Regions from separate parts of the Mus musculus genome. Here all the other regions are linked to region 1. The links are chromatin contacts, called in public promoter capture Hi-C maps. All regions are on one chromosome and are shown on one strand. Each heading gives the region's core, a stretch centred on a gene start, on an enhancer-like site or on the middle of the called end of the contact. The rest is flanking DNA. Distances are from core to core; before and after follow the strand shown. Region 1 holds the start of Fundc2 (FUN14 domain containing 2). Region 2 holds the start of Nsdhl (NAD(P) dependent steroid dehydrogenase-like). Region 3 holds the start of Prkx (protein kinase, X-linked). Region 4 holds the start of Zfp185 (zinc finger protein 185). Region 5 holds the start of F8a (factor 8-associated gene A).

Evidence for each region. Promoter capture Hi-C pulls out the DNA fragments that hold promoters and counts their contacts.
Region 2: a promoter capture Hi-C map of pre-B cells shows a contact between it and region 1, with 7 times the contacts expected there. The contact joins the promoter of Nsdhl here to the promoter of Fundc2 in region 1. A contact is called at or near these places in 3 of 39 promoter capture datasets (erythroid cells, liver and pre-B cells) and 1 of 9 other capture datasets (adipose tissue).
Region 3: a promoter capture Hi-C map of pre-B cells shows a contact between it and region 1, with 13 times the contacts expected there. The contact joins the promoter of Prkx here to the promoter of Fundc2 in region 1. A contact is called at or near these places in 2 of 39 promoter capture datasets (embryonic stem cells and pre-B cells) and 1 of 115 datasets of contacts at active chromatin or transcription factors (large pre-B cells).
Region 4: a promoter capture Hi-C map of hippocampal neurons shows a contact between it and region 1, with 5 times the contacts expected there. The contact joins the promoter of Zfp185 here to the promoter of Fundc2 in region 1. A contact is called at or near these places in 2 of 39 promoter capture datasets (hippocampal neurons and pre-B cells).
Region 5: a promoter capture Hi-C map of pre-B cells shows a contact between it and region 1, with 8 times the contacts expected there. The contact joins the promoter of F8a here to the promoter of Fundc2 in region 1. A contact is called at or near these places in 4 of 39 promoter capture datasets (the C10 cell line, cranial neural crest, erythroid cells and 1 more).

The regions. Positions count from the first base shown.
Region 1 is chrX:75,381,140-75,383,651 of GRCm38.p6, forward strand. Fundc2 (FUN14 domain containing 2) reads left to right here and starts at 1,260. Exons shown (of 5, transcript NM_026126.4): 1 at 1,260-1,312. The coding sequence starts at 1,294. It also overlaps a transcript of F8 not described here.
Region 2 is chrX:72,917,264-72,919,775 of GRCm38.p6, forward strand. It overlaps Nsdhl (NAD(P) dependent steroid dehydrogenase-like), which reads left to right and starts at 1,258. Exons shown (of 8, transcript NM_010941.3): 1 at 1,258-1,430. Cetn2 (centrin 2) reads right to left here and starts at 1,081. Exons shown (of 5, transcript NM_019405.6): 1 at 1,051-1,081. The coding sequence starts at 1,053.
Region 3 is chrX:77,794,685-77,797,196 of GRCm38.p6, forward strand. It overlaps Prkx (protein kinase, X-linked), which reads right to left and starts at 1,255. Exons shown (of 9, transcript NM_016979.2): 1 at 864-1,255. The coding sequence starts at 1,020.
Region 4 is chrX:72,986,085-72,988,596 of GRCm38.p6, forward strand. Zfp185 (zinc finger protein 185) reads left to right here and starts at 1,255. Exons shown (of 19, transcript NM_009549.3): 1 at 1,255-1,435.
Region 5 is chrX:73,227,050-73,229,561 of GRCm38.p6, forward strand. F8a (factor 8-associated gene A) reads left to right here and starts at 1,257. Exons shown (of 1, transcript NM_007978.3): 1 at 1,257-2,512. The coding sequence starts at 1,267. The coding sequence ends at 2,412.

The sequences.
Region 1 (2,512 bases), core at 10-2,509:
ATAAGAATTTAAATGGAGTTACCCCTACATCAGGATGACAATGTCCCTACTAAACACTGCAGGGTAACAAATATAAAGCCCAGTGCCAGGAATGGGTCACCTCTTTTGGAGTTTGTTGGCTCCATAAACCCCCAAACATTATAAGGTACTGCCAATTTTTTGGCAATCTACAGAACTTCATGGTTAAGATCGTATTGCTGATGACACAACATAGTTGAGTCATAAAACATGGGGAAATCAAGCTGGCACTGACAAGATTTCACAGTGCTGGAAGGTTACATGTGTGCTATTTGGGGTGACAAGTTATTGACAGTCTTACAAAGCATCTAAGAACCCTGTGAGGTACTATATAATGACTGATATGTCAAAATAGCCTCATTGCTATGGTAGTGGCATAAATATAGTAGGAGTAACTAATCACTTCATGTTTGTATTTAAGGCCCACTCCACAGGATAGAACCGATACCTGTTAGAAAGCCAAAACCCCATGGCTGCCTAAGTCATAGGGAAGAACTGCTTTCCTAAATGGACACAAAAATAAACTGTCTCCTCCCAATTTTTTTTACTATTATACCGATAAAATAGGGGATCTTTCACTCCTCATCTAAGAATCTTCTTTTTTCTAATAGACTCACAACTAGTATATGTACAGAGGATAAGAGGCAATAAAGTGCTCAATTCTAATTGAGATATTTGTATCACTCCCCTCTCCAGTCCCAAGGGATCGGAAGTCCTGTTTGGCCTCAGGTACTGCGTACACGTGCTGTACTCAAACACATGCAAATACTCATATACACAAAGTTAAAAAAAAAACTTTAAAGCGGAAGAAGCAGCAGTCATAATACAAGTGTACATTATTAAGTGGTTGGAATGCTTTTAAAAAGTGTAAGATGTGTTTTCCTGAACTTAAACAGCCTTGAAATTAATGTCAGAATTAACATAAGTTCATTGTTTACATAAATATGCAAAATCTAAAATAAATTAAAAAAAATAAAGGTGAGATAAACTCTGTCACCACCAAGGCAGAGAAGCTTTCTGCACACGTAGCAAGCATTCATTCCTCTGCGCAAGTGTGGGGCTGCAGCTGAGGTGGTTGTAGCAGCTGCTCCAGGACAGGAAAGATGTCTAATGGGACCAGGCCCCGCTGTCTCCGACTGCCAAGGGACTGGAAATATCTGCCCCCCCACCCCCTGCCGGAAGCCAGCTGCGGATGACTAACGCCTGTTCCTGGTCTCGTGGTCTGAAGCTGTGTCATCGCGATACTAGGGTCCCCCCCCCCCCCGCGCCCCCGAAATGGCCGCTAACAGTCAAGGTAAAGGCGGGAGCACGCGCGCAAGGGCCAGGGGTGGAATCACCTTTGTCGCTTAGAGTGAAGTACTGCTGGTTGCATGCTGAGTCGCTTGCTGGGTTCCTCCCTCCCCAGGGAGCTTCAATAGCACCTGGATAGGGCAGCGCGGAGACTTTTCTGGCGGGTGTTCTGGGATCTGGCCAAGGTCATACTTAAGCTGGCTTTTGAGTTACCCAGGGATGTTATCTCTGCCTAGCTCTTCTAGCCTTTCAGTGCCGCCCCTACCGAGGTGTCCCTAGGGAGATCCAGTTACTGTTCTCAGAAGCGATCTGGCTCCCTGACAGGAGTGTTTTTGTCTCTTACTGCCTCTCAAACACCTACAGTCCTCATTTTCATTGGTACTTTCCTAATTGATTGTTTTGAAAACAGTAGGAGATATAGTCGGCCCACTCAAAATAAAATCCCAGTGGAGCACTTTTTTTCTTTCTTTTTGTCCGTTTTCTTTTCTTTTCTTTAGTTACGTTAAGTCAGTCAATTCATTAAGCTCACAGTCATTACACTTGATGCAATTGCTGAGCAGAATACCTAGAAATTTCTGAGAAATCTTGTCTTACATAATTGTAGTGCTTACAATAATTATCGTTGTTTTCCTGGGCCTATAGACAAGGCTTGTAAATGTTGTTTACCAGTGTTTAATGAGCGGACTCTAATTGTTATCCATCCCATCTCACCCACCATCAACAGATAATTTGGTGTAGTCCAGTCTGGCCTCAAACTCAGCTATCCTTGTGTTTCAGCCTCTAGAGTGCGTGGAACTATACCCAACTAAATCCCACTTTTGACTAGAGCCATACGTTGAATGTATTGTATATGGTTTTTAAATATATATATATGAATATCTAGTGCTTCTAACACTATTGAAAGGACTTGCTTTGTACTGTGGAGTTACCTGAGTACCTTGATAGGAAAATGATATAATAGTATATGTAAATGTATTTCTATACTTCTTATTCAACTAATTTTGTGTATACTTAGGTCAATTCAACATCCTCTCTCTCTCTCTCTCTCTCTCTCTCTCTCTCTCTCTCTCTCTGTTTTTTGAGACAGGGTTTCTTTGTGTAGCCCTGTCTGTCCTGGAACTCAATCTATAGACCAGGCTGGCCTCAAACTAAGAAATCCGCCTGCCTCTGCCGGGCATGCACCACCACTGCCTGGCTTTTTCTT
Region 2 (2,512 bases), core at 8-2,507, 2.5 Mb before region 1:
TAAAACTATTTCAATTTATATATGTCAGTTTTTACTAAGTTATAAAAAAAGAAATTGGCAATAATGAGGTTATTTTCTAATATAACTGTAAATTTGTCTTAATGTGATGTCTCATATGACTAAATTCAACTATATTTCATTGGGGAGCCACCAAATAGAAGAGAGTTTTTGTTTTAAAATAGTATATTACCATTTTCCTCCTTGTTCTTGTATAGATCAACATAGAGCAAGTGAATATATGAATATGAATTTCTAGTGTTAACATAGCCTTCATGAGAAGACATAACTCTGACCTCCACTGTCTTAAAGTTTATACTACAGAAAGTTCATGCAATTGTACCATTAATCCATGTGTCACTTTAGGAGATTCAATTTCAGTCATTTTTAAATCTAAAAAAGCATCATCAAAAGCTCTTTGAGAAACCAATTACAGTTATGGATGATCAACTGTATATGATTTCCGTACTCTCGGTTTTAGAAATGTACTTAAAACATCTACTTGTGGTGCCAGTTCCCAAGAACTCTGCTCCTCCAATTACTTATGCCTAAATTTGGCTAAATGTAAACTTACTAAGATAAAAATTATGCCGGTACAAAGTGATAAAAATCAAACCATTTGCACCTGCGTGCTTTCTCACAGCCTCTCCTGAAAGCGTTTGCGACCATCAGAACACAGTAAACCTCTTAGCACCAATGCATAAACTTTAACTGGGTGGCCGCGGCCAGGAGGCCTGAGTTTGACTGAGGCGGAAGTCTAAGGGAAGCAATAGAATGGTCACCCTGCTGTTTCCTGAAAGCCAGCGGAGGTCCAGAGGCAGTTTGTGCGGGGGTGGCTGAAGGTGACTTGGGCGAGGAGGGGGTAGTGGGAAAGAGCAGGCAAGGCAAGCTGCTGGCGGCTGTACTTTCTCTTCTACCCTTCCGGCACACAGCTCCAAGGAAGAACTAGTGCGTCAACGCCAAGAACCGTGCAAGAAAGGTAGCAAGGCTGCACCGAGGCCTAGGAAAGGACCGGGGACGCCGCGTGGGGTCCACCGAATCCCTAGCACTTACCATCACCCAACGGACTCTGCCACCGGTTGTTAAGGCAACGGCGTACTCGCAGCCTCAGCGGCGTTCCCACTGCTCCACGCGCGCACAGCCCGCTTCCCATTGGTTTGGGAACGAAGAGGTGGGGCTAACCTGGCAAAACTCGCCCAAGAGCAAGAGGGCGGTGCGTCGGCAGCCAAAGACTAGCCTCATTGGGCAAAATCATGCTGTGAGCGTCAATTGGTTGCGCCAGAGCCAAGCTAGACCAATCAACATTATGAAGGAAGCTCTGCTGATTGTGGGCTCATATCTATCAGTAGAAAAGGGTGGCGGGTGTTCAGCCAGACTTCTCTGGTTGCCGGTTGTCTGCAAGCTGAGGTCGATCATTTGAGTGTCTAAACCGGGTAAGAGTTGCGGGCTTGCCCTTAGAGGCTGCTGCGTGTGGGTGACAGAGCCTGGAGGAAGTAGGAGGGAATGGGTGGGACCCATTTTAAAACCGAGTTGGGGGACACAGAACATCTGAGGGGCCAGCAAGATATGACCAAATGGTTTGGAGGGGTGACTGTGCCAGGAGAAGCTGAGACCTCGAAACTGGAGTGGGCATGCTGAGTATTGTGTCAGTGGTTCACAGGGCTGGGGCTTAGAAACCCAATCCACATGAGGCTTTGTCTTTACATTAGCTCTACAAGAGTCACTTTAGCTCTCAGGGGAATGGGCTGGGGACTTTTAGATCTTCAAAACTCATCAAAATGTGTCCTGTTAGACGTACAGACACTCAAGTCACATGGGAAGGAGCATTCCTGAATGAGACTCCCTTGAAAGCAAAGCCACAGGAGTTTTGGAAGTATGGAATGTAAAGAGAATTAAAGGGCAAAGTGCACAACGGGTTGGGGCTACCTGGAGCTGTGCCAGGAGTAATGAAGGCCCAGGGTCGAACACAGATTCTATGTTCTACGTCCCTCAAAGCAAAGAAAATCAGTTTAGGGACTTTAAGGGCACAGTATCAGTCTCTCAAACTGAGAAAGGCCTGAGACTTAACAGCTCCCCATAAATGTAATATAGGCCCTTTGCCCTCTTTCCTTTAAGCCAGGAACCGGCTTCAAAACTTTTGTGTCTTGTTTGGCTCCTTTGTTCACTGCAGCAACAATCCCCCATATCCAGCCTCTGAGTTCTCACAGTTCCGTCCTTGAATTGTCCTCTGTTTTCTCTGTTCCTCCTCAGCCCTTCCTCAGCAGTATGAGCTGGAGTTCTCACCATAATCTGCAAAGCCTGCCATGAAATTCCTCCTTCTCCCATCACACCCACACTGTTCCCCCTCTGGCTCACTCTCACCCAGGGCACTATTTTTGCGGCTGATACATTCCTTCACTGACCTTACCCAGTCCCATGAACTTTTTAAAATTTTTTAGTATTTTGATTAATTCTTTGAGAAAATTTCACAGGTAGATATAATTTTTTTGTTTTGAGATAGGGTCTCACTCTGTAA
Region 3 (2,512 bases), core at 5-2,504, 2.4 Mb after region 1:
CAGCTCAGTTTCCCTCAAAAGTCAATCAAAAGCCAAGATGCAGCGAGTGTCAGCCAGCCTCCAAGAGGGAACCAGGATCAAACTTGCAAGCCCTTTTACCCACACACATTTTTTTTTTAACATCTCACCTGCTCAGCTGAGAAAGTGTTTATTGCCCCTCATCCTGGTCCTGAACCCTGACTTGACTTCCACACCAGGGTGAACACAGAAGCCTCTAGAATCTCTGCTCACAGCTGATCGGAGGACGCCAATCCCTCCCTCTGTCCTTCCTCCATCCTCCCGGAACACTTTCCTAATCATCAACACACCAGGCACAACTGTCCTAGTGACCAAGTTTGCTGAGAAGCCCGGGACTCCTGGGCTTCAGACTTGAGAAGCTGGCGCCCATGATTCGCAAGATCCTAGCCTCCCTCCCCAGTACTCCGGCACGTTTGGGGATCTACCGGCTTCCCTAGCAACTTTCGGGGTCACGAGGGTACCAAGTTTGAGCCACTAAAGAAAAAACGAGACCCAGGCACACAATAGATGCTGGGAAAACGTCCCCGAAGGGTCCCTTGGGGGTCACGCGTCCCTTCGAGTCCCGCCAGGGGTCTACAGTGCGGAGGCTGGATGCGATCCCGAGAAATCCTGGGCATGAGCGGGTGCGCAAGCGCCAGGGAGGCCGGGCGTGGTGTCCCAAGGGTGGCTAGCACCCCAGTAGGGAGCCTCCGAGTCCCTAAGGTGAAGTCACCCTCCTGAAAGCTCTGTGACGTGGGGCTGCCCCGTTTCCGGAGGCCCAGTAATGAGAGTGTGGGAGACAGAAATCTGAGGGTCGCTCCCAAGCCGCGTCCCCACACATAAGTTCTTACTCAGTTCTCACTCACCCACGGTGGCTATGGTGTCCCAATCTTGTAACGAGTGCCCCGCCTTCTGTGACGATGTCCTGGGTTTGGGGTCCGCGGCGGGCGCCGAGACCTTGGTCTTCACGGGGTCATGGTCTGGATCTTTTACGGTCGCCGCGGCACCAGCGGGCGGCTCCATGGGGCGGGGGACGCACGGTGTGACAGCGGCGCAATGGCAGTCTGTGCATCAGCAGTGGGCTCGCACGGGTGTTCCGGAGCCCGCGGCCGAGAGGACAATGGAAGCAAACTCAGCGGGTCTCAGAGCGATGGGAGGGGCTCATGGAAGTCGCCCGAGGGCTCCACGGACGCGCGTGGGGTCCGCGGGACCGGAGCCAACCGCAACCCTCTTCATTCCCGGCGGAAGCCGGCTGGGCGGCGACCGGCTTGTGACGGCGGGGGAGTGGGGTGTCTGGATGACGCGAGGGGGAAGAGCCTTCATCTCGCTCCGCCTTGTTGCGTAACCGACGGGGAGGAGCCCGGCGTTGGCCCAACCCTGCCTATTGTTACTCACCCGCGGGGCCCACGCCCATGGGATGTACCTGCACCAAAGTAAAAGTAATGGAGGGGGCTGCACTGGGGCCACGGGGTCCAGCTTGACACACACACACGCACGCACACCATGGGTCTCTCTCTCTCTCTCTCTCTCTCTCTCTCACACACACACACACACACACACACACACACACACACACACACACACACACCGCATGCCTGGTTCCTCCCCCTTGGCAGGAAGCGGGAAGGAAGAGGTGCAGGAACTTCCGGCTGCTGCTTGGATATTTACCAGCAGAGCCTTAGCAGTGGGTAAAGGCACCAGAAGGAGTCCGGGTTGGGCAGGGTTTCTCGGTTTCTCCTTAATCTCAGGGGATTGAACTCCTGGTGTTCTGTAGTCCCCGAGTGCCGCCCTCCCGAAAGCCCGGGCTCTCAGTGGCCCTGCAGCACCTGCTGATCCTGAGCCCTGGGGCTCCTGAGTAGACCGGGTTTCCAGGGACTTGTTATGCGGCTTCAAACAGGCCTGGGCTCGTAGGCAGTGCTGAGAACTGGGTGCTTCACAGACCGCAGCCACCACCTGCAAGGTGAGGGCGGTGTTTCCCTGAGCCTGGAATGCAAAGAATGTGGTCTCCCGGCTGCTCAGTGCATGCTCACTGCACTGCACCGCTCCTAGCTTTGAGGCACTGGGTCCTAGAAGACACAGGGCCAATAGGGCCCCAAGTCAGGAATGAAGTGGGGACCATCCATTCGGAACCAGTTGCCCCGATGATGCCCGTAGGTGGCAAGTACACTGACCTTGGCAACAAGAAAGTCTGCTGGCTGCTTTATTTATTATTATTTTTTTTTATTGTTTCACATTGAGAACATTTTCTCATTCAATAAACACATGCTAGGACCTGATACTCCACTAGTCAGAATGCACAGAGCCTGCTATTATTTTGAGTTTGGTTACACTATGACAAAACTGTAGCCTGATCCCAGACCTTAGTAGACCCCCAGACTTTATACAGCTGACTCCATGATGGAAGTATCATTCAGGTTATAACACTCAAAATGAAGACAGCGCCACCTACCAAAACTAAAAGACTAGTCCATCAAAGCCCTTAGTTCTGGGAAAGTTTCTAAATCTACTAAGCTTG
Region 4 (2,512 bases), core at 5-2,504, 2.4 Mb before region 1:
AGTGCTGGGGTGGCTGGTCTTACAGACAGAGGTTGAACACAGTCAAACATTAGGCCTTCTAAAAGCATCTGCTTTCATTCCAACAACAACCAGAAGCTGTAGGAAAGCGCTCTAAGCAGCTAGCATCTGGTCATATACCCAGTGAAGCTGCATGCATACTGTGTGATGGCTGAAATGGGAAGGGCGATAAGTCACAGGAAAACACGACAGTGAGTAGATTTGAGGGCCACTGCTGTAAAATTGGCAACAGGACTTTAATCTTTCTTTTTTCCTTTTTTTTCTTTTCTTTCCTTTCCTTTCTTCTTCCTTCCTTCCTTCCTTCCTTTTTTTCTTTCTTTCTTTCCTTCTTTCTTTCTTTCTTTCTTCCTTCCTTCCTTCCTTTTATCTTTTCTTTTTCTTTCTTTTGTAGTCTATCATTTTGATCATTTTTTGTGCACACTGGCTTAACTCTCTCCTCTATTGAAAGGACTTCTCTGACCTCACAGTGAGGGTTAGGAGCCTTTGTTGGATGTTCGACACCCCTACTACATTCTCACACTTCGTGCCTTTCACACATTACATATCCAAAAACTGTGAATGAATGTCATTTATTAAACCGAATGTGTGTGTCTTCCGACATGCCCTGAGAGGTAGTCCTGTTTTGCCTACCTGCCGGCTCCAAAAATGACCTTCCAGGGTACAAGTTTTCCCAGGCGCCAGACAGAAGTTTCTTGCTCACTTTTTTCTCCTATGCCTGACTTCCTGCATGATCTCAGCCATCAGTCCGCACCCCCCTGCCCCCAAGCCTGGTCCTTTCCCCGCCCCTGTCTGGGATCTCCATCTGTAAAATGGATCTAGGCACAGTAGTTCTCGACAGAACTGACCCGCCAGCATCTGTGGAAGTCGTTGGCCCAGAGCCTGGCCAGATCTCGCCGGGCGCAGGCAGGGACGCCACTAGTCAGCGAGGGCCCTTCATGTGGTGGAGTCCTCCTGGCCCCAGGGCTGGGAGCCCAGAGGAATTAGCCTGGAAGTTTTCCATAGCGGCAAAACTTTTTGGAGCTCGCTCTGAGCTGGGTGAGGGGAGCCCCAGCCTTGATTTCTCCAGCAGCTCCATTGGGCGGAGCAGGGAAGGGGTGGGAGGACCGAGGACACCGGCTGGAGAATGTGCGGAATGTGCCAGGCGCATCTACCTACCCCAGGAGAGGGCAGAGGAAGGGGGCCGGCCGAGGGGAGGGGCGAGGGGCGAGGCTCCCAGCAGCCGGAGAAAACCTGTTTGTTCTCGGGCGGGCGGAGCCCAGTCCGTGCCTCTTCGTTGCCCCGCGCGCTTCCCACTGCGTACCGCTTCCCGCGCCCGCTGACGCGGCCCGGCTGGGTTCAGTGCTGCCCACCCGAGGGAGCCCGCGCACCACGCCTGTCCGACCCTCTGCCCGTCACACAAGCCGGGCACCTGTACCAGGTAGGGTTGTTGAGTCGCCGTCCTAAAGAAGTGGCTCGACCACCGGGAGGCTACAAGGAGCACCCAGTTCGTGTCCTCCTGGACACAAGCCAGGGCCTCAGTTTCCCTACCAATAATTCATACTCGCTCCAAGCATCCCTCTTCGGAATCCCGTCAGGGAGGCAGTGCCCTCGGTTTCTGCTTTTCACCGCGAGTGAAGAGACAGGCAACGTTCCTCAGAGTGTCCAACAAAAGCAGGTGGCTCTCTGGCTGGTCTAGTCCCTCTGACCTACTCATTTGTGGATGAGACCGATTGTTAGTAGACTGCCAGCGGGGATGGGGCAGGGTGAGCCTAGAATTGGTGTGTTGCAAGCATCACAGAATTCCACATCCTTAGTAAAATGTGCCCATTTTATAGATGAGGAAACTGAGGTACAGAGGCAAGCTTACTCAATAATCCCCTCACTGGCCTGGAGCCCAGAGCAAAGGGACTTAATGGTGGTTTGTGATAGACATGTACTGGTCACTGGGCGACCTCAGGGCTGGGAAGGGAGCTGCTCATACTCAGACAGAAGGCGCCGAATCAAGTGTCACTGTGGTGTTATCAGCGGGATCTGCTGTGCACAGTCTCTGTAACTGGATTGTTTGTGTGGGAGCAGGGGAGAGCCAATAGCCTCATCCTCTTTGCAACTGCTTAGTGATAGCTTGGCCTCTGAGAAAGGTTGGAAACGCAGATCCTCCTGTCGGCCATGCCACTTCCTTCTGTACTGTGGCACCTGGCAGCTCCACTGAGTAAAAGGAGAAGCCTATCAGGCCCACCTTCCCCTCCAAGGCTGTGGAGTCTATAAAGTATGTTGGGAGTTGTGTTCTCCACAAGCCATTGGTACTGACTCTTGACATTAAGGTAGGTGGTGACACCTGCTCTTGGTCTTGTCTTGCTCTCATGGTTCTTTGGATTTCTAGTCATGGGCAGGAAGCAGGTTTCCACAGGCTGATAAACCTGAATAATGGTGAGGGGCTCTGAACTGGAGAGCTGCAGTAGGAAGCTTATGAAGTTCTTATTTTCCCATGGCCTCAACTGGCTCTTCTGCACAAACA
Region 5 (2,512 bases), core at 7-2,506, 2.2 Mb before region 1:
AAGTACATATGTGATATATCACTGTTCTATGGGATAGGTTGTCATTTAAGAGAGAAATTGGTATACTGGCTTTTTTCAGAGGGAGGGAGGGCAGGAGGGCAGGAGGGATGGAGGGAGAGAGAGACAGAGAGAGATTGATCAAGACATTGATGGTTTTTAAAAATTATTTCTTTATGTGTCTGTGTGTTTTACTGGGAAATGAACTCAGGTCCTCTGCAAGAGCAACAAATGCTCTTAAGCAGTAAGCTTTCTCTCAGGCCTCCATTGATGCTTTTAAATGATAGGTCTGCTATGCACAATTCTATTTTTTGGTTCACGATAAGAGTAGAAAATTAACACATCCTTTATTTGCTGAGTTCATTTGACTTTTGGATCAATGGATTGCTTTTTTAGAATTTGGAGGATAGGATCCAAGTGTATCACACCATGAAAAACTAAGGAGAAGACAAGAGAATTTGCGAAATGAAAATTAGCTTCTGTTGTACATCTTGACAAATTATTTTCAGGCACGTAATTCTCTACTAGGTGCAAGTATATAATCCTTTATATATAAATTTAATAATGTACACTCCCCCCTTTTGTTCAAGTTCTGGTAGGTAATCATTTGGACTAATTGAGATAGTTCAAAATAAAGTAAAAGGAATCCCTTCTTTGTTTTTAAATACTTGGTATAAATTGAAACACATGCATGTACAATAGCTAATTTAAAGTGCCTTTGGTAGTGCATGTCCTGCTAAAAATCCTTCATGAAAACTCTTTCAAAATCAATGTGTATATGATTGCAGGTGATATGTATATCAATGTGTATATGATTGTAAATAAGCTGTAAACTAGCAAAGGCTCCCACCATGGCAGGACCTGTACTAGCTTGCTCAGTCAGGTCTCATGTTTGTTGAGGAAGTGAGGGGTACGATGCTAATCCTGGCAGCAGAGAAATCCTTTGCATATTTGACTGGCACTGGACCCGCCCCCTCCATTTGCGTCACTCAAGCCCCACCCCCGCAGAATTTAATTCCATACGGGGACTGTTTGGGTAGGCACCCAGCCCTTCTTCCTTGATTGGCTTTTATAGTCCTCCATATCCCTCCTTCAACAGCACTTTGCACATCACTGTGGCTACAGCAGAGCGCTGGGGCGCCTGAGGCGGAAGCGGAGGTGATGAATTGTGATCCCATTGTGGGCTAGGCGCAGCGTAGCGTTAGTCATAGCTGTTCCCCCTCAGCCCTCCCTCAACCGGAAGTAAGGCGGCGCGGCTAGCCGGTCAACATGGCTGCGGGCTCTGCGTCCTCCTTGGGCGGCGGTGCCTGGCCAGGCTCAGAGGCTGGGGACTTCTTGGCACGCTATCGGCAGGTGTCCAACAAGCTCAAGAAGCGCTTCTTGAGGAAGCCGAACGTGGCCGAGGCCGGGGAGCAGTTCGCCCAGCTAGCCCGGGAGCTGCGCGCCCAGGAGTGCCTGCCTTATGCTGCCTGGTGCCAGCTGGCTGTGGCGCGCTGCCAGCAGGCGCTCTTCCATGGGCCCGGGGAAGCGCTGGCCCTCACAGAGGCGGCCCGACTTTTCCTGCGGCAGGAGTGCGACGCGCGCCAACGCTTGGGCTGTCCCGCCGCCTACGGGGAGCCTCTGCAGGCGGCCGCCAGCGCCCTCGGCGCCGCTGTGCGCTTGCACCTCGAGCTCGGCCAGCCTGCCGCCGCTGCTGCACTGTGCCTGGAACTAGCTGCTGCCCTTCGCGCAGTGGGCCAGCCGGCCGCTGCTGCCGGTCACTTTCAGCGGGCTGCCCAGCTGCACCTGCCCCTGATGCCACTGGCCGCACTGCAAGCGCTTGGTGATGCTGCCTCCTGCCAGCTGTTGGCGCGCGACTACACAGGCGCCCTGGCGCTATTTACACGCATGCAACGCCTGGCACGGGAGCATGGGGGCCACCCGGTACAGCAACTCGAGCTGCTGCCGCAGCCGCCTTCTGGGCCCCAGCCACCCCTGTCGGGACCCCAGCCGAGACCTGTCTTGGGCTCGACCTTGCCCCTCCCGCAGCCCCCGGACCACGCCCCAGGCTCTGTTGCGCCTTCACCTGGCACACTCGGTGCCTTTGCTGACGTCCTAGTCAGGTGTGAGGTGTCCCGTGTACTGCTGCTGCTGCTCCTGCAACCACCACCTGCCAAGCTGCTGCCCGAGCATGCCCAGACCCTGGAGAAGTACTCCTGGGAGGCTTTCGATGGCCATGGCCAGGATACCAGCGGCCAGCTTCCTGAGGAGCTGTTTCTGTTATTGCAGTCTCTGGTCATGGCTGCCCAAGAAAAGGACACTGAAGGCATCAAGAAGCTGCAGGTGGAGATGTGGCCACTGCTAACCGCTGAGCAGAACCACCTCCTCCACCTCGTTCTGCAGGAAACCATCTCTCCCTCTGGACAGGGTGTCTGATAAGTCACCTTCTTACCAACTTGTTTTATCTTTGGGGACAGGTGATGAAACATGTGATCTAGCTTCTGTTTTTTTTGTCTGTTTTTGTCTTGTTTTTCTT